Regions from separate parts of the Muntiacus reevesi genome. Here region 2 is linked to region 1. The links are chromatin contacts, called in public Hi-C maps. All regions are on one chromosome and are shown on one strand. Each heading gives the region's core, a stretch centred on a gene start, on an enhancer-like site or on the middle of the called end of the contact. The rest is flanking DNA. Distances are from core to core; before and after follow the strand shown.

Region 1 (7,527 bases), core at 2,018-4,517:
ATAAGGCCAACTTAAATTTGTAACTCTCACCTTGACCAAAAACATGTGGGAAAAAAATGCCTATTTGCTGTATGCCACTGAGATATTTTTGGATAGTAGTTACGCAGCATTATTCTAACAGTAGCTGATTGAGACAAAAAGCTAGACTCAAATCATGGAAGCCTACAATTAGGAGAAGACAAAATGTAGTAGGCAATATTGACCTCTGCGGCCACAGCACCTGAGTTTATTACCCAGCTCTATTGCTTTTACTCAGGCTGATTTTCACCAATTTGATTATCCTTTATTGTGGTTTCTTAATTGTAAATTAGGAATAATCATGGCTTAGTGTTTTGTTTTGCTTTTTTTTCCTGGTAAGGACTAAATAAAGAGAATTGCTTAGCATTTCATAACATGAGATCTGGTACACAACAGATTCTTAATTAGTATGCAATATTATTACTCAATATGGGACCAGGGAGGGAGGATTAGATTTTACTTAATAGGCCAGTGGTATTTTACACATTTCCATGGAAGACTGCTGTTCTGTCAGCTGGGGTGTTCCCTGATAAATCAGAATAATAGGGGTCTTTTCCTAGTATGCAGGTTAATTTAAGTAAGTATAACTTTTCTTTTCTTTTATGTTTTTAAATCTCTCCTGATTGATACAACTTGTTTGTAAGACAAAAACATTTAAATGAACAAGTAGCATTATTACTAATAGAAAAAATTCAGAAACACCAATTAGTTGGCCATTCTGTCTTTTAAATAGGCATGTGTGCCCCAAATTGTCATTTTATATTACACAAGCAAAATACAATATTTTCTCCCAGGAAACTGGTTCCTAGTTCCTGTGATGGAATTGAAAATACTGTTTCATGACAGTTTACAAATAATATGGTATTATGCAAAAATCACAATAATTTGCAGCTTCTCTGCTTGCTTAAGATCTCAAGCAATTTAAAAATAATTGTTTATCAGAAGCAGGGAACAGAAAAGGGCTGATTAATGACAGAGACACTAGGGAAATGGGAAAAAGTTGATAACAGTTGGATATAGGTGGTGAGGGAATGAAGAGATTCTTAAATGTTAGTACAAATAAAAATTACCCTGAGAGCTTAGTAAAAATCCATACAGAATACATGTTCCCAATCCCCAAAATTCTGGCTCAGAATTTCTGGACTAGTGACCTAGAACCGACATTTTTAACAAATTCCATTTCTGATTCTGATTCAAGTACCTAGCTGCAGAAACACTAGAATGATTAGAATGCTCTAATCATTTGGAATCATCAGTTTAACTCTGCTATTTCAGAATTATTTACTATACTGCCATAACCAGTAAGCACTGTTGCAGGTGGAAAGATAAGGATAAATGATGACTCCAAGATTTTACATCCGAACACCTGAGTAAAGAATAATGCCATTAATCAAGATGAGGAACACAATGGTAAATCAAGACACTGTGAGGAAGGAAAGATGGTGCTTTTGTTTTGTTTTGTTTTTTGGTGTGCTGAATATTGGATTTTTTTGAGGAGTGGGAAGGAGTACCATTAAATACTAATCTTCCATGTAAGGCTCTGAATAAGATTGTGGATAAGGGAGAGAAGAAACCCAAGGAGCCACTTCATTATTGATAAATGTCCAGGTTGGAAACTAAAATTAGTGTGTGTCACCAATGGTCTTCCTCACAGTGGAAGCGAGCATTAAGATGCCTAGTCCCTGCAACTCTACGTGACAGGAGCAACTGCATGAGTCTATTAGCCCCAAGCAGCTAGAAGACACTATACTGACCACCTTACCTACAATAGTTGTTTACACAATTTTTACTATAGACTCTGTGCTTGTCATTTATAACATGCACTTCAAAATAAGAATGAATGGGACTATTGTGTTATTTCCATTTGACCCTAAGGGCTATGAGAGCAAGGATGATGTCTCGTCTACTGTTCAATACTCAAATACAGTTCTGAAGGAGTAGAAAGTCTAAAATTTTGTTGAAAGAGTAAGTTTTTAAAAGAACAGATACTAACTTCAATTTCTGGTCTGTTGTTTTTGTTTATATCTGCTCACCCCAAAGTTCCACATTACTGATGTCAAAGTTAAACAGGCAGAGACTTATTCAAGACGATCACAACAGAAAAGAGGGGCCAGGACTCTGTTTGAACTCAACTCAACAGAAAGCTTAAGATATTTTAAGAGTAGGAAAACTCTTAGGCCAGTTCTGTTTACCCAAAGGAAATTCCGACTTTGTGACCCCCATGTACTGTAGCCCGCCAGGCTCCTCTGTCCATGGGATTTTCCTGGCAAGGATACCTGAGTGGGTTGCCATTTCCTTCTTCAAGGGATTTTCCCTATGCAGGGGTTGAATCCGGGTCTCCTGCACTGCAGGCAGATACTTTACCATCTAAGCTACTAGGGAAGCCTTCACGAAGAAAAAGTAACTTTTCTCTAAGCTGCATGACGGGAGGCCGTTTTACAACTTCAAACAAAGCGCCTGCCTAACTTAGGCTTCTACGCTCCCAAGGAGACTGGGAGCTATGGGTGATGTCTCCTTTCCTGACATTTTAAAAGGATGACTACTAGTTCCTGAAGAAACACAGCCCTGGGTTGTAACACGGGAAAGAACTTTTAAAAAGATTTACATTCCTAAAATGAAGACAATCAATTACCAGTTACTAATACCTGTACCAATTAGTGGTAGAGTTACCAGTTCTCTAACGCAATGCTCTAGGTCAAGGACCTAGAGGCAGGAAAAAAATACCTAATAAAATGTGTACCTGAGCTGAGGGAAACGTCAAGGCGGTCTTTAATAAATGATTAGCTGTGTTTATGCAGTTTTGTACCAACAAACTCAAAGTATGAGGTTCCCATCTTTCCCGGTTTCTTCCTGCAAAGAGCTGCTGCACATTTGACACCAACTCTGTTTCCTTTCTTTCTAGTGAGCCGACCGACCTGTCTAGTAAAATGTGTATCTGAGCTGAGGGAAACGTCAAGGAGGTCTTAAATAAATGATTGGCTGTGTTTCTTCAGTTTTGCACCAACAAACTCAAATTACGAGCTTCCACTCTCTCCCGGATTCTTCCTGCACACTTGCTGCATGCGTTGCCGCACACTTAACACAACTCTCTTCCGGTTTGCTTTCCTTCTAGGGAGCCAACCGCAGGCTCTCTCCCCTTGCCTTCCGGAAGTGCGCGCGGCGCAGACGGCCTCACACACCTGACGTCACGGAACGCGCCAGCCCCGGAAGGTTAGCAACCACGAGCGTCCCTAGTAGCAGGGGGCAGCTGAGATGTACGAACTTCCGGTTGTCGCCGGCAGCTGCCGCGGCTGCCGCCTCCGCCACCTGCGGCCGGCCAGGTCTTCGTCCCGGGTCCAGTCAGCGGTTCTCCTCCGTCTCTTCAGTTAACACGCCCATGGTCCCGCCTGGAGCCAGGGCGGCGGGCCCCGGAGCTCGCGCGCGGTGAGGGAGCCGGCCGTGGACCATGCAGCCGACGTTCTGCAGCTGCTGCCTCAGCCGCGTCCTGGCCTCGGCGCTCCTGCTGTCGCTGCTGCTGCCCGAGTTGAGCGGGCCCTCAGCTGGACGGCCGCCAGCAGCGCGGGCCGCGCCCGACCCCCGGCCCGCGGCGCGCGGCCCGCGCACCCGGCCCCCTCCGCCGCCCGAGCCCTCCGCCGCCCGGGCCGCGGGCCGCGCTCCGGCCTTGGAAGCCGCGGGCGCGCGGGGCGCCGAGGGCGGCAATGGCAGCACGCCCGGGGCGGGGCCGGCCGCTGACGACCCCGGCGGGAAGGCGGGGGCCGGGGGCCCGGCGGGCGGCGTCCTGGCCGTGAGCCCCGACCCCGGCGACAAGCCCATGACCCAGCGGGCCCTGACCGTGCTGATGGTGGTGAGCGGCGCGGTGCTGGTGTACTTCGTCGTCAGGACGGTCAGGTGAGGCGAAGCCTCCCCGAGCCTCCCCGGCAGGCCTGAGGCGCGCTTATCTGCTGACCTCCTCCCACCACCCCAGGTGGTGCCTGCTGAGTGAGATTGTGACGAGGACGGTCTTGAAAGCCTGTGGTACCTTTAGGAGTGCTTAGACCACCAAGTCCCTGCTGCCTCCCTTTCATGTTAAATTATAAATTAGCATCGAACCTCTGTAGCAATATTTAAGTTAATAGTAATGCAAAATGATCTTAAGGGTGATTTATTTTATAAAAGGTAAAAAGAAGAGAAGTTCTTTTAACAGCACTTTTTTGCTGTTGACTTTTAACTTGCCACCGTCGGTTGTACCTTATGAAGTTTCCATCTCTTTTGAACCGGGAAAACTGATAACTTCGTATGGTTCAGTCGTTATTAGAGTCTCCATTAGAAATGTCTAGCATTCATTTTGCATGACACTAAATAAACGATGCGAAGTGTTTACCGATTTCTTGATAAGATGGAAAACTGATACCTGTGCAGCAAAGGAAAAAAAATATGTAATAAATATGATCACGTTATAATGCTGGAGAGTATGTTTAATATCTTAATTATATATGATTTTAACTTTACAAAAATTTGTATTAGTAAATAGATTTGCTGTTTTACAAAAAAAACTTTTCTAAAATGAATTCATCTGTAAATAATTCTAAGTCATTCAGAGGTTTAAAGTTACACCTGAATAGTTTTTTGAACCTATTCTTACTATAGAATGTTATTAGAGAATTACTTAAATTTCAGATTTGATACAAATACGGACACTTAAATGATATTTTTCACTTTACATATGATAAAACTGACCTAGGAGAATAAAGTGGTGTCCCACGATATCTAATGATCATGGTTGATTGTACTGTCCATCATTTGCTTTGTTTGAATTTTTTTTCTCTAATAACATGATATCTGTCCAAATCTGTGATCAAACTTTTGATTAAGTAAACCAGGAGCTTACATTGTACCAGGTTATGAATAACTATCATTTATTTTTCTACTCACTTTAATGCCTTATCAAATAGACAAGGAATTACATAGTTCAATTAGTGATATTTTATACTGTTGTAAGTAACTCCCACTTGATACATTCCATTGTTATAGAAGTAAAGTTATTTAATGGCATCAGTCATGGTATTATAACATTCCAACTGTGTAATGAGACCGATTTGGAAAAATAGTAATAAAGGCTCTTTAACTGAGTTGGGGACCACCTCTCTGAAGAGCTGGCATGCAGAGCCGAGAACTCACTGTTAGAAGCAGCCAGCCAGGAGAAGAGCTAAGGAAGCACTCGGTAGATTCTTTCTATTTAAGGAATAGAAGGTGTGTAGGTAGGTGTGTAGAGGTAGAGGTAGGTGTGTAGGAATGCACTGGTTCTCCAAATTATTTCACTTTTTTTTCCTATAACTGCCTACGCTCAACTATTTCATATATTTCTTGAAAACATTCCTTGGCTTAAATAACTAACTGAAAAAATACAGCCTAAGCCAGTGGTTCTAGAGGTGTCATCCAGGGAACCCTGGAGGATGGGAGGGTTCTCTAAGACTTGTTCAGGTATCTGCAAGATTGAGACTATTTTCAAAATAATACATTCCCTTATAAGTGTATAGGACACAAGAAGTTCATTGATATAGTTTCAAATTCCACAGTGCAGCTAACTCATAAGTGTCATAACTACCTCTTGTTGAGTTTTGGTGTTCTATCAAAAAAACATAAACACCAGTATCAGAAAAGCTATTAAAATGTACCTCCATTTTCCAAGCTCGTATCTACTGTACCTGGATTTTCTTCTTAGCCTTCAACCAGACAACACATAGCAAATGATTGAAGGCTGAAGCAGATAGGAAAATCTAGCAGTTTTCTATTTTTCTAATTTCTCTCTTTTCATTTTCTATCTAGTTCTATACATTTAAGCCAGACATTAACAGGATTTGAAAAAGAATCTAAATCTGTGCCATTTTTCACCTTTGTTGATTTTCTTTTTGACAATGTATTTTTCACAAAGAGCTATTTAATTTGTAGTGGATTTATTATAATTTTAAAAAGCAAATGGTATTTAAAATTTTCTTAGGTTTAATTAATATATAAGAATTGATATTTATAATTCACATATTTATAAGCTATTCAGGGTCCTAAATAATTTTTAAGAATGTAAAGCAATTTTAAGTTCAAAATGTTTGAAAATCACTGGTGAAAACATTATTTGAGTTGCATAGTATTGGTTCACAAAACCCAGCAAATCCAGGCCCACTTTTTATTAAAGAGAAAGCTGGAAAGTGTTCATGAGGTGTTACAGACGTATAACCACCAAAGTGAAACTTTCTTCTTGAAATGAAAAAAAAAATAGAAGAAAATTGAGCAGTAATTATTTTTCTCACCATGTAATTGTTATTTAATGCTGTCTATTTTCCATATAGAATGGGAGTACCCTAAGTATTGTTTCATACGCAAAATAAATGATGAGTCTGATGATAACTTTTGGGGGATGATCTTTTTTCATCTTGCTTTTACCTTATCTGTAATCTTAAAATATAAATATTTCTTGCCATGGATTTTCCATCTTCATTTCTGTAAAGCTTATAAGGGTACAGTCTTTTCAGTCTGATTCTATTGAATGACTCACTAACATTTTCTGTTAACAGAAAAATTCTGAATCTATGGCTAAGAAAAATTGGACTCTTTAACCAGTATCTAGTACATTCATTCAAGCCAACTTCTAAATATAGTTGGCCACCTGATGTCCAACTTGATTGATGCTAACTATGTCTGGGCACTGTTCAGAACAGAACTCATTCTTTTTTGCTTTCAGATTATGAAAATCATTTATTTTGGTGAATATCCATTTTGACTCTCCACTTCCAAAATAGGTGTGGCAACATAGCAGCATTATTTATTTGTGCCAACAGGGAAGAATGGGCCAAAAATCATCCTTTCGTTAACTGATATGAGAAAACACAGAATATTTTACTTGTACTTGAACTCCATAAAACTTCTGTATTGTTTTTAATCTAGTTTAGATATTATGAATGTGTAACTAGAAGTAACTTCCCCTCTGAGTCTAAAAATATTCCAAAGAAAAATTAGATTCTCTCTGTGGAAATTGAAATATATATATATAGAAGGAATAGAGTAGGCTTCCTAAGATTGGTATATAGTCTTTATGAAAAGAGACTCATTGTATGTCTTATTCTCTATTATATCTCCAGTGCTGAACATTATGTACAAATATGGTAGGTACTGGGTAAGCAGTTGCCTAATATATGAGCATTCTTAGTTCTTAATCAGGGATCAGTGTGGGCCTAGGGAAGACTCAAAAACCTCAGAACAAAGGCTATTTACAAATCATTGTTTAGCTAAGGCTAAGTACAGTTTTTGCAGTCAGACATTAACTAAATGAACTGGGTTTGATTAGACTGAGAAATGTTCGGGTAGGGAAAACAGTTATTTTATTAGATTTTTCAAAGGAAATAACATTTTCCATCTCCTCTGTATTTTTCCTTGAATGCTTCCTTCCAATATTAAAGGAATATTAGATTACTACTTCTATTAGTTACTATTTTAATTAAACACATAGAAGGACCCTGACAAACTTAAACTAAAGGG
Region 2 (7,527 bases), core at 3,588-6,087, 320 kb after region 1:
CTTTTAATACTGGAAAGTATTTTGAATGAAAGTATCTACAGCTAGTCACACTTTTCCTTGAAGTCAGTGGAACTCGTGTGAGAAGGCCAGGCTCCCAGCAATCTGAGGTTCTGAAGCAAAGTTTGTTATATAAAGTTAAACGAGATCCAGGGAGTTTTTCACTTGTGACCTTCATAGTACTTGGTCTTGGACAAGCCTTTTCCTTCCTGTGAATGCAAGGCATGAAGGATGTTACCACCCCCTCCTGGCTTCTCATCCCAGATCCAAACAGCTGCACTGAAAACATGTCTTGCACGGGGCTATATACAGGAAGATTCAATATGTACTTCTAAAGGGATAATTACACACCATATAAAAGAAATAAAGCCACATATAAAGTATTCCTGCATATACGCAGCTAAAATTCCCACTTAGATGGCTATCTATGTAATAGCAGGGATAGAAGCTAGTCAGTAGTTATGTTGATAGACTTTACAAATATTTTTCTCTTTGAAATATGAGTTGCCAGGCATCACTATAATTTATTCTATTAATTCTGCAGTACCTAACACATAGGATAAATTCAGTTTCATGAAATTAGGTACAAAAAAAAAAAAAGAAGAGAAATTAGGTACCCAAAAGCCCTGTATTCCACCTCATTGTAAACTCTTCTTGACTTGGATTTAGAATGTGTTCTCTTAGGTTAAACTTCCTATTTAAAATGAAAATGTAAGTTATTTACACAAAAAGAACTTGCATCAAACTAAGCCTCAACAGAAATAGCAGGCAATTTTGTGTTTTCATTATCTAAAACTAGAAAACATTGAGATATGCTACCTTAACTCACAGCATATGGCTTTTAGTAGAATTCCAACTATAACATATGAAGTAACATGCAGATTCTGGTTTCCTGAGTTACCAGAGTGTGTTCTGCCCTAGATCAAACTGGAATGAACACTGCTAACAATGATAAAATAAGTATGAATACTTATCTCCACTGTCAATCCTATCATAAGTTTCAGAACTAATACTGGAGATAATCTAGTCAGACAACCTAAAGTGCACAGTCAAGTGAAAAAGGAGATCTCTAGATAATAAGAAAAGTAAGTTAAAGTGCCATTTAAAATCCACCATTAAAAAAGTATGTGGCAAGTTTTAAGGAGTAACAGAGCAAATGTCTATTTGGTATTCAAGTTTGTTACTTTCCCAAATGCATTATTTCATTAAATGAGTAAGCCCACATAATTTTATCTGTAATTTTATCTGTAAGACCTTTAAGTTAGAATGTTTCTAATTATATCCAAAGAACACAGAGTCAGTAAAAGAATATGCCAACTGAAAGGCAAATGCCATTTTCCCATTTCCCATTTGGTGGGAAGTAAGTATTTTCCCATTAAGTAAAAATATCAGTTAAGAACAGACTCCTTTATACCCCTAAATGCCCTTTCAGTTTAACTTTATTAACTAGCCAACAGATCAGAAAATTAATAGGCTAGCTTTGAAAGAAACAATTCTGAACATCCAATAATTAGTCGACCTATTCTTCAATCATTACTTATGACAAACATGCTGCTGGAATTCCTCTGGGGATTTGTGAATGTGGACGCTTGTTGTGGGAAGCTGAGCGGCTGTTTCTTCTCTTCCCCCTGTGTGGAATGACTGCTCGACCCTGTATATAAGAAGAACCAGGGCACATCGACTCTAGGTGGGACCTCCAGTGTTAAAAGGCAGGCAGGTGGAATAAAGAAAGAAACTACCTGTCTGCTGCCAAATGGAAGCAGGGACGCTAAATCCGAATCCAGAAGGATGTTCTAAGATCCAAGGACTATGGAATTGCCCTTCACCGAATCTACGGCCCACTCAGAAGGTACGCAGCGGCGCCCCCAAAGGTCAGAGCCTCCTGTTTACCTCTGGCGATGAACCGGCTGGGTTCCGGCGGCCAAACCGCCGCGCTGGGTTACTCATCTCCAAAGAGACCAGCCCCTCCACGTGGCTTGGGCAGAAAGAGAGTCAATAAGAAGAACCGTTGTTTGGGATGAGTCAACCCCGCCACCAGAAGCACTACTCAGGGGGAGTTGAAATCATCAACGGCTACCCCCGCTTTTCAGGGGCACGTTTCAGCCGAGGGGAAAGCGCTGGGGCGAGGGTGGGCTGGGGGGACCAGCTGTTCTCCCGGTGCGCCCCCCGCCCCCGAACCCCGGGCAGCGCCAACTCCCAGGTTTCAGCGACCCGCGCGCGCCCCCCGCGTGGCCGTGATTGCGGGTTTTAATTAGGGAGGAGGCGCGCGGGGGCCGACTGGAGCAGTAAAAGTTATTTTTTATTTGTAAAGGGGACCTGATTCTTGCAATAGAGACTGCTTCCTCCACCCGGGCGGGCAGCTCTCTCGGGGTGGGGGGGGGGGTGGAGGGAGGGGAACCAAGAGAACCCCCGTTCCGCGCACCCCTCTTCCTGTTGGATGCGCCCGCCCCGCGCATCCTCGGAGGGGCGGGCTCGGCCCGGGGAAGGTGCGAGAGGAGCCCCGCGGGGCTGGCCCGACCCTCTGGCCAGAGCCTGCTAGCCCCCCGCCTTCACCCTCCTCCCCTACCTCCTCCTCCAGAGCGCCCTGGCCTGCGCCCACCGGCAGGCAGAGGCCACAGGAGGCAAGTCGCCCAGGAAGGGGGGAGCATCCCAGGACTCGGGGTGCGCCCCGCCTTCCCACCGGCGGGTTACGGAGGCCTGGGGAGAGGGCTCCCCGGGGGACCCCCTCCCCCACCAGTCTCTCCCGCTCACCACCCCCAGGGTGGCCCGCCGCCGAGGCCCCGACCCTCGGAGTCCTGGCCGAGGACGCGGCCGCTTTGTCTGGGCTCAAGGCGCATCTGCGGAGCCCACCGAGCCCGGAAGATCACCGAGAGCCTCGATCCCCCCACCCCCAAGCCCAGACTCAGCCTCTCTCCCTCGGGCGCCGGTTCACCACCTCCCGAAAGACCCCTTTGTCAGTCTGCAAAGCCCCAGGTCCACCCGGGGATGCCCGCCCACCCCCGCCCCCCGCCCAGTCCTTCTCTGACAATCGAGCCAGGCTGAAGGTTCAAGCCACCCCCTCCCGGTGTGAAGGACCTCACCCAGTTCGGGGACCCTCCTTCCCGAATAGCCCGTTTGGATTTATTGCGGCGTAACAACCATCCCGCACATGCCTCTCTGGCTTTTTCATTCTTTTCCAGTCCCCTTCGACTGTAGTTCTGTGTGAATTTTCTATCAAAGAACAACGTCTTCTGTACAGATAAGCCGGCGTTTTGCTCACTTAAATTTTCCTTACTTAGGGAGGAGCAGGAATATTAAGAAATGGAGTGCGTTAAGTTTAGTGTGTGTGTGTGTGCGCGCGCGCACACACACGTCTTAGCCGCCCTGTGCCCCCGCCTCCCCGCCCCAACATGCAAAGGTTCTATCTTCGTCCTCATCTTTAGGGAAAAGAAAAACCAGGCTGGCATCTCTGCCAGTGTGGAGTTTCAGATAGCAACAGCAGACACCTCCGGATGAGGCAGGATTTCCGAAACAGGACTTTGAGCAGAGTTGACAACCAGGGGTCACATCCTCAGGAAAGAGAGAGAAAGAGAGAGAGAGAGAGAGAGAGAGAGAGAGAACGCTTCCAATCTATATAAGCAACAGAAAGTTGCAACCACCTCCTGGGTAAACTTCAAAGTCACAGAGGCCGGGGGGAGGGAGGAAGGAAGTGTGATATTTAGAGAACTGACTAGGGTGGAGGAAGATTCTGAACTCATCTAGACAAACTAAAGAAAAAGCAGAAATCTAGTCTGTGTGAAGTAGGACCCAGTTTCCAAAACTGTAACCATGACGCCCATGCATTTGACCCAGGGACAGCAAAGAAGGAAGTATCATTGGTTGACCTGGAGCTTCTAATTAAAATGATGATACACAGATCTACTCGACGCCAAAAAAAAAAAAAAAAGCAAACAAACCAATTGTGAAGAAGAGGAGACGCATTTCCTACTTTCTGGGCTTTAACTTCAGCCTTTCAGGAAGCCAGCTTCTGCTGGTACCTCCCTTTAGAGCTAGCAGAGAGAAAGAAGGGCAATAAAAACATCTGGACCGAGTTCTGCCCTGGGAGTAAAAAGGGCGAGAGTGCCCGTTCTTTGTTGACACTCTGCGGGGACTTCTTTGGCTTTCGAGCCCGGCACCAAGGCAGCTGTCACTATCACCGCGCAGGGCAAGCTGAACTCCTACTGAGAACCCGCCGTGGAGAAATCACACACCTCCACAACACCCTTTGTTATTTACTTCACCAGACTAAGCCCTCGCAGGCGGACCCCACCGCCGACACGACCCCAACCCTCACGCGATCGCTTCTATTCACATCTCATTCACGGCTGGACTTTTGGTCAGATCCTAGAATGAAGCTTTGCATTTACCCGATGAGTTGCGTCTCCTGGTGCTCCTCGGTCCGGGCCATCTCTTTTGTCTTATAGAAGATCAGGAGCAGACTGATCGTGCAGATCGTCCACCTTTTCCTGATGGAGCGCATCTTGGGCGCCCGGGAAACTCCTGGTGGCCCCAGCTCCCTCACCTCCTCTTCATAGAAGGACTCCGTTCCGGGGAGAGGGAGTCGCGGGGCGCGGGGGGTGGGTCTGTAAAAGCCGAGGAGAGCGTGGAGCCGGGATCTCCCCAGCAGGTCTCGAGGGTCCTCTGCGGCCGAGCTCCGGCTGGTCCCCGAGGGCTGCGCGGGGCGCTCTCTCTCGCGGTTCCCTCCAGCTCTGCCCGGGTCGGTCCAGCGCCTCCTCCCTGGGGCTTCGCTTCCTTTGCAGGAGAGACACCTTGTGCATCGGAGGTGGCGGCCGCTTCTGCAGCGGGGCTCGGGGGCGTCACTGGCCCTTCCCTTTTTGCTAGCATGGAAATGATGAGCAAAGCCAGCCAATCACGGCGCCGAGGGGGCGGAGGCTGCTGTTGCCTTCGGTCGCCGGCTGCTGCTTGCAGAGTAACGTCGCCGGCATTGCCTGCGCGGTGCGTAGAGAGGAAGCTCGCGAGCTCAGTCGTGTACAGACACAATCGCGCTCACACACACACACACGCACACGCACACACACACACACACACACACACACGCACGCACCAGTACTCGCTCACCGTGGGAAGAGAGCAGCGCCTGAGGAAGAAGTCAGCTCGTCCTCTCGGGACAGCAAAGCTTGAGCTCGATCTGGGGACCAGGGTGCACCTAGATAGTCTTGCCCGCTTCCGCGTGGAGAGGACCCCGGGCTGGGGACACAGAGCGGAGACGCGATCTGAGAGCTGGGGGTGGCTAGCAAGAGGGGTAGCCGCTTCCAGTCGTCTTTGCTAAATATACACCCTCGCGCGCGCACACACGCCAAACGCACGCCCTCCAGAGGGGAGTGAATTGGGGGCGGGAGGAAGAGGGGGTTGGAGGACGTTTAATATGCTGGGCGCCGCTCCATCCCGAAAGGGCAAACACACGCGCGCTCGAGCCGATCTCCCACTCCGGGGGGGGGGGGGGGGGGTGGTGGTGGTGGTGGATGACCAGCCCAGCTCAGAATCTGGCAAGGAACCAGTGATGACAGAGGTGTCATCGGGGATTTGATGGATATTTAGGAGGGACGATCGCTGCCATTTGAAAACTCCTCACGCAGAAGTCAAGGAAACTCCAATCCCACTTTAACTTTCCTGCGAAGAGATCAGAGTCTGAGAAAAGCAGAATCTCCTTTTCAAAACGCAAGTAGACTTACACACACACACACACACGCATACACACACGCACACACCCATACACGCATACACACATGCACACACCCAGGAGAAAAAAAGGAAGAGAGAAGAAACGAAGGGAGGGAGGAAGAAGGGGGAAAAGGAAGAACAGCAAGCTTTTCTCTCAAAGTCTTAGTAATTTGTATTTAGCCCGATTTTCACCCTCTCTTTCCCTCTACTGTTTTTTTGTTTGATTGTTTGACTCGTACTGTATTGTGCGGTGTGGCGGGAGCACTTTTTCCTTCCTAGCTTCTAGTCTTCAGTTAGAGTCCCTCTCCAAGTCTTGGGTCCCCTAGCCTCAGCCAGGGAGAAGCTTGCAGCTTAGTCTGCCTTGGTTTGGTTTTTGTGTGATGTGGGTGTGGTGGAGGTGCCTGCGGGAGCCAGTACCAAAGTGAGACGTGCCTGGAAGCCAGAATTCCCCCATCTATCTGAGCAGGACCCAGACTCTCTGCTTCTAGCCCTGCCCCCAGAGGCTCTCTCAATTCAGTTTCTTGTTCCTTCAGGTTGAGCAGTGGCTTCTGCTGTCATCCACTCTTGGCCCCTAGGGCTTCCACCTCCCTGAGCCTAGAAATGGTGAGGTTCACAGCCAACCCTCTGCTGGAGGGGAGCAATAGTGACAAAGCAAAGTTTCTAGTCCCTTGACAGGGTAAAATAACAAGGATAACAGCCAACACCTTTGCTTTAAAACTCGGGATCCCTGGTGATGTTTGCCATTCTTTGCCTAAGATGTAGAAAGTTATCAGGTCTCCAACCTCCTATTCACAGCAGAGTGAAAGGAAGTTGGGTCTAAAAAGCTCAAAGGAGCAAGTAATTATGAACCTTTATTGACACTACAAGTGGCCCACCGGGAGCCTTTTGAGTTTATTGATGTCTCGGGAAATCCCGCTTGCATTAATGCAGCTTGATCATAGTGCCTTGTCAACTAGCAGAAACTGCAAGAATAAAACAGCTTCTTATTTAAGTGAGAAGGGTACTGGGATGCAGAGGAAGTGGGGGCAATGCATGATTAGGATGTTAGCTAAGTTAACTTCTGATGTTTAAGTGGTAAACAAACATATTCTGAATTTCAAATAAAACACTACTTGCTGTTGCTGATGGAGCAATATGTATAATTTAATTAAATTCATCCAACATTTCTTAAGCAATTACTATAGACCAGAAAATACATAGGTGCCTGGGAATACAGAAGTGAATAGAATATAGCATCTAAGCAAGACAGGAAGAGCACTCCCTCAGAGGGGGACAGATTGAGAAAAAGAAATCAAAATAAGTTGCAATGTGAAAGTGAAAGTTGCCTCTGACTCTTTTAGACCCCATGAACTATACAGTCCCTGGAATTCTCCAGGCCAGAATACTAGAGTGGATAGCCTTTCCCTTCTCCAGGGGATCTTCCCAACCAGTGCAGGTCTTCTGCATTGCAGGCGGATTCTTTGCCAGCTGAGCTATCAGGGAAGTCCAAGTTGCACTGTGACACCATGAATTAACAGTAGGGTTTGAAGTACGTATCTTGGATGTAGGTAAGCTCCTGGATGGAAGCACATAGAGTGCTTAAGTTTTTGGAAGCAAGGAAGGTAAGCTTTCTAGGAAAGGGCACACATAAATTGCGTTTACAAAGCTAAGAGGTAATCGGGCAGAGGGCTGAACCTTGCAAGCACAGGAAAGATATGTGTACGCAGAAAGGAATACAATGCCGGAGCTCTGGAATAGATCAGTACTGTTGGAACAAGAAATGGGAAAGGAAAACAGTGGGACATAGTCCTCAGTGTGATCGTAATAATCTCAACTTCCACAAACTGTTTT

Evidence for each region. Hi-C and Micro-C count contacts between places; a contact is called where the count stands out from the background.
Region 2: a contact with region 1 is called in a Hi-C map of blood, with 2.4 times the contacts expected there. The contact joins the promoter of ST8SIA4 here to the promoter of FAM174A in region 1. A contact is called at or near these places in 2 of 3 Hi-C or Micro-C datasets (blood and muscle).

Annotation. Positions count from the first base shown.
Region 1 is chr1:275,298,021-275,305,547 of mMunRee1.1, forward strand. It overlaps FAM174A (family with sequence similarity 174 member A), which reads left to right and starts at 3,268. Exons shown (of 3, transcript XM_065919613.1): 1 at 3,268-3,906. The coding sequence starts at 3,464.
Region 2 is chr1:275,615,467-275,622,993 of mMunRee1.1, forward strand. ST8SIA4 (ST8 alpha-N-acetyl-neuraminide alpha-2,8-sialyltransferase 4) reads right to left here and starts at 4,838. Exons shown (of 5, transcript XM_065919783.1): 1 at 4,383-4,838. The coding sequence starts at 4,495.